2 separate regions of the Gossypium hirsutum genome follow, and region 1 is linked to region 2. Evidence: chromatin contacts called from public Hi-C data. All regions are on one chromosome and are shown on one strand. Each heading gives the region's core, a stretch centred on a gene start, on an enhancer-like site or on the middle of the called end of the contact. The rest is flanking DNA. Distances are from core to core; before and after follow the strand shown. Region 1 holds the start of LOC107896742 (ras-related protein RABC1). Region 2 holds the start of LOC107896745 (callose synthase 5).

Region 1 (2,700 bases), core at 85-2,584, 210 kb after region 2:
GTTTAATTGCTTATTGTATAAACAGAAATTGCTACTTGCCCCTAGACCTGATCAGGCCCGGCCGAAATGTAAGAGGTTTTGGACAAAAATATAGGCCTTAAAAAGGGCTTGGACAAAAAAAATAAGACTCGTTTAAAAAATGGGTCTGGCTTCAAGTAAGGCATTTTTGGCCCGAGCCCAACCCGAATCCACTAAAAGACAAAAAAATTTACTTTTTTTAAATATTATTTTCTTGTTGTTTTCTCTCTATTTTGCTACCTTAAAGACATTTGTTAATTTTGTTATTATTTTAGAGACATTTTCTTGTTAAGTTGCATCTATCTTAGTCTTATTTAAATATACATATTTTTAAAATTTATTTTTAATTTGTTAAAAAATATTTATTTTGATATTTTTAGTTTTTTGATATATTATATATATTTAAAATTATATAAAAATAATATAAAATTTAATATGGGAGAGTCCGACTGAGTTAGGCTCGAATTTTAACATTTTTATTTAGTTTAAACTTAAACAAAATTTTAAACCCTAAATTTTTAATTGACCTAACTCTAACCTCACTCGACCTGACTCCAACCATGCTCACCTCTACTTAGAGCTGATCATGGGCTGGGCCCCGGCCCGGCCCGAAGGCCCGCCTGAAAAATAGGAGGGTTTGGGTAAAAATATAGGCTCGAAAAATGGGCTTGGGCAAAAAAACGAGGCCCGTTTAGAAAACGGCTCGGGCCTCGGGTAAGAGTTTTTTGGCCCGGGCCTGGCCCGGCCCGACCCGAATTATATATTAATATATATTTTTTATTTTATTTTTAATTATTTTAAATTTTTAATATAACCATTTTTTATTATATTATTAATTAGTGTATTGTTTTAAGAATTGTTTTAGTATTATTTTTATTTGTTTTAATATTTGTTTTTATGTTTTTAAATATATTTGATTTATTATATTTTTAAATTTTTTTATTTAATGAAATAAAAAAAATTTAATATGGGCCGGGCCGAGCCAGGCTCGGGCTTAATAATTTTATTTCGGGCCGGACTTGGACAAAATTTTAGGCCTATATTTCAGGCCGAGCCGAGCCCGGGCCCAATATACAAGCCTAAAAATTTGTATGAGTCCGATTCAAACCTGGCTCGACCCAGCCCATCATCACCTCTACCTCGACCTTTACTTGCCCCAAAATGAAAATCTAAGATGAAATCAGAGATGTCCAATGATTTGTTCGTCTACTCAAAAAAAGTCAAAACATAAATCATCCGAGTTCACAGGACCCGACCCGGTTATTGCCAATTTTTTATTTTCTGGCGTTGGAATGGAAAGAGCCAAACCCACGCGCGCTACTATTCTTGTAATTCCTTACTTTGCCCTTTTGCATTTACAAGTTCTTTTTAAGTTTTAGTTTAAAAGTTTTATTTTTTATTTTTCTCAATTAACCCTGCTAATCAGAAATTCTGTCTCGCTCTCTCCTCCATTATTTCATTTTCTTCTCACCATTTTTCTTTTCCGAGAGGTAATCTCTTATTATATTTAATTTTGATGTATAAAATAAATTCTATAAATATGTATGATCAACCATGATCTAAACCTGTGTAAGGAGTTTTCTTTTCTCAATTAATAAATTCTTTGGGATACATGATAAGGATATTGTTAGATTCAACCTTTTATCTCGTTGAAATCCAAATCTATACATATGATTTTGCTTCCATGTTGTTTTTCAGGTTTAGATGCGTTGATCAGGTGAAAAAGAGAAAGAGGGCTGGATTTGGGAGATCCGATCGTAGAAATTTGGTGTTATTTGAAAGAAAGATAGTTCAATTGGTAAATTAATTGAAAAATGGAGTCGTCGAATCAAGCGGAGTTCGATTACTTGTTCAAGTTGCTGATGATAGGAGATTCAGGAGTTGGAAAGAGTAGTCTTCTTTTAAGTTTCACTTCCGATTCCTTTGAGGAACTCTCTCCCACTATTGGTCAGTATTCATTTTGAACTGTGCTCATCAACTTTTATTCCTTTTTATGTCTTATAATTTATAATGGCATTGTCTTGATCTCTGGAACATGAAGATATCTACGCTCCCTTTTGGATTTTCTTTTCAAGATCAAAAGGCGGCTTACCAAAAAAATTTTTTGAAGAAAAATTGAAAACATAACTTTCTTTTGGAGAAAATTGTACGAATTTACTTATGTATGGATGCCGTTGTTACTTGCGTTTTCCAGTTTAACCACTAGGAATTATCCAAATGCTTAAGAATAGAGTTTCCAAATCTTAAATTTTAACTCGATTGGATCTCAAATGTTGGATGTGCCAAATTAATTCTTGGTTTTATGATTCTGAGAAATGAGGTTTGCATTGTCTTTTTGTGGATAGTTTTGTTTTGTCTTTTGATAAAAAGAAAGGAAATATGATGAGTGAACAGAAAGACTGTAAATTGGGAATGAAAATTTTATTTTATTAGAAATCTAGAATGGATTGATGATCTTGCAATGTGGTCTTGGTTAAACTATTCTACTTCTGTAAAGCCTTCAGTGCATTCACATTAAACTGATTATAAGAATCATTAATCTGCTTACATATCTTTATGTCCTGATTTAGAACTCTACTTGTTTTGTTGTGTAGGTGTTGATTTTAAAGTGAAATATGTAAATGCCGGGGATAAAAAGCTGAAGCTTGCAATTTGGGATACAGGTAATACCTAAAGTTTGCT
Region 2 (2,700 bases), core at 31-2,530:
TTAAAAAAAGGGAATACTAATCTTTGCGTAATTTGAGAAGTCAAAATTAATTTAAGAAACTTTTATTCAGTTTTAAATTATTAAAAAAAAAGTTATTTGTCAATAGACCTTTTAAATTCTGAAAGAGATTAGAGAATTATTATACATCTCATTAAGATATATTTAAGATATTAATAAGATCATCTATCAAAAAAATCCAACAACCTGTAAATTTTAGCAAACCACGCTAAGACCTATAGAGATAAAATCCAAGCACACAAGACATTATCCAAAATATTACGCAAAACAAACAACCAAGGCAGATAAACTCAAGTTTATACGTGATTGAGTAGGTTACATTATCGCTCCTTTTTTTAGTTTTTTTTCCCCCTTTTTTTTCTGGCAAATCACAGGTATTATTATTATTTTAATAATTTTCTCTTACGATAAAACAGAACCAAATTATAGAAGAAATGCAATAAATTTACTCTCTCTAATCTTTGCCGCAAACCAGTCTTGAACTGCCTCACTCCACGTCCGGTGGAGTTGGGATCCAACCTATCTGCTTTATCAAAAGCATAGAGACGACCTGTTTTATTTCGCCATGAATTTTTTTATGTAAAAAAGTAAGAAAAGTTTGATTTAGAAAACTTAACGCATGAAAATGAAAATAATGAAATAACAGAAAAGAAAGTTTTGAGACGTACAAAGATACGCGACACGGGGACGTTCAGGTTCGATCTCTTTGGCAATGCGGAGGATGGGAGTGATGGAAGAACTAAGTGACGAAGGAACGACCTCGTTGTCGAACACCTCCGTGGAGAACGTTGTGGTCGAAGCGCTCCGCGACGGCCGCCTTGTCAGCCCTTGCGGTCCCGTTTCGGCATTCGCCATCACGTACTACCGACCGAGTTAACTCGCTAGCTTGAAACAAAGCCTTCTCAACTCTCTGCTACACAAAAATCCTACAGAAAACAGAAAAGAAAGATATATATGACTAAATGTAGCGTAGAGATGCAGAGTCAGAGAGCAGATAACATCTCTCCCATGAGTCAAGTAGAAATCAATAATCAGGTTTAGGTTAGGGTTTCAAAAATTACCTGCTCTCTCGGAAACTTGAAGACGAGTGAGGGCTTGAGCCAGGGACGGGAGGAGGAGGAGAGTATATCACTGTTACGAAACTCAGAGAAAATGAATCGGAAAGGAGATATTGTGAGGGAAAGAGTGGAAAAGAAACAAAGAAATTGAGAGAGAAAGTTGATAAAAAAATGAATATTGACAGAATGTCATTAACGGAATGCAATGCAAGAATCGGCTATGTACCTCTTTTATATATCATCTGAATTCTCGGCTCCCCGAAAACAACTAACTATGATATCAAATTACGAATATAACACTGACTCTTTCTTTCATTTTCTTTTCCTTTTTGTTTACCCTTTTTCACCATTATAAGTGGGGCCGGGTGAGAGCCTGGTTTGGCAAAGGGAGTCGAGAAGAAAAACTTTGGTAAAAAGACATCTCCAGTCCCTCCCAATTTTGAATTGAGCAAATTAGTCCCTCTCAAAAAATTGGAGCAATTTAATCCCTGCCAATTTTGAAATTGAGCAATCAAGGAGAATTAATCATGGCGGAAATTTCTTTCATCGTATATGATTTTAATTGGTACAATAACAATTTTAGCCCTCAATGCTTACAAATTTTATTAATTTGATTTTGATTCTAAAAATTCAACAAATCTAGCCTTAACATTTTCATATTTACAGAAATATTGGGGCTAAATTTGTTAAATCATGACCAAATTGATAAAATGTATAAATTATGAGAACTAAATTTGTTATTATACTAGTCAAATTTATGTAAAATCGACAAAAAACGTTAACATTATAATTAATTGTCCTTAGCTGTTCACTTTTAAAATTGATAGGGATTAAATTCCTCTAATTTTTTTTTGAAATAAACTAATTTTCTTAATATTAAAATTAAAAGAAACTGTAGAAATTTTTTACCAAATACTTTTGATATAGTATGCTTTATTTGGATATAACATTATTTTAATACAAGTTAAATTTATATAAATTTAGAAATTATTACTTAAATAGTTTTTGTATCTTAATTTTTCAATATTTTTTATTTATATTCATTTTTTATGTGATTTTATGTGTTTAATTTTTAATTCGTTTAATAATATATTTTTATTCCTAATTTTTAATTTGTTTAATAATATATTTTTATTCCTTATAAAGTAATATTTGAATTATTGAATTTAATTAAAATATAATATTTATTTTAATAATTTAAATGTTATAACAATAAAAAAAATATCTAACCATAATTAGAGAATGAACAAAATTATTAATTCTATTTAATTTCTTTTCATGATTTTTTCAGTTATTAATTGAATGAAAATATATAAATGTTAAATTTTAATGCAAAATTTAAACAATTTAAATATAATGAAGTGTGGCTTAAGATGAATACCAAATATAATTTCAAATGAGCCTATGATATAAAGGCAAAGGGTTTCTCTTGAAATGAAATCCAGTTGACATCAAATCTTGAGTGCAATATTTAGAGATTTCTTACTCATTTCCCTTATAAAAAATCAAATTTGATTTTTTAATATTTAAAATTTATATTATTTTAATATCAATTTAATAATATAATGATTAATAAAGAATATTTTTATCATTTAAAAAAATCTATATGTAAGTTTTTTTTATT

The links. A called contact is a pair of places that touch in the nucleus more often than the background predicts.
Region 1: a contact with region 2 is called in a Hi-C map of leaf, with 2.4 times the contacts expected there. The contact joins the promoter of LOC107896742 here to the promoter of LOC107896745 in region 2. A contact is called at or near these places in 7 of 34 Hi-C or Micro-C datasets (callus and leaf).

Annotation. Positions count from the first base shown.
Region 1 is chrA10:92,030,479-92,033,178 of Gossypium_hirsutum_v2.1, forward strand. It overlaps LOC107896742 (ras-related protein RABC1), which reads left to right and starts at 1,335. Exons shown (of 7, transcript XM_016822007.2): 1 at 1,335-1,508; 2 at 1,717-1,965; 3 at 2,613-2,681. The coding sequence starts at 1,833.
Region 2 is chrA10:91,824,637-91,827,336 of Gossypium_hirsutum_v2.1, forward strand. It overlaps LOC107896745 (callose synthase 5), which reads right to left and starts at 1,281. Exons shown (of 43, transcript XM_041079018.1): 1 at 1,080-1,281; 2 at 687-944; 3 at 468-568. The coding sequence starts at 873.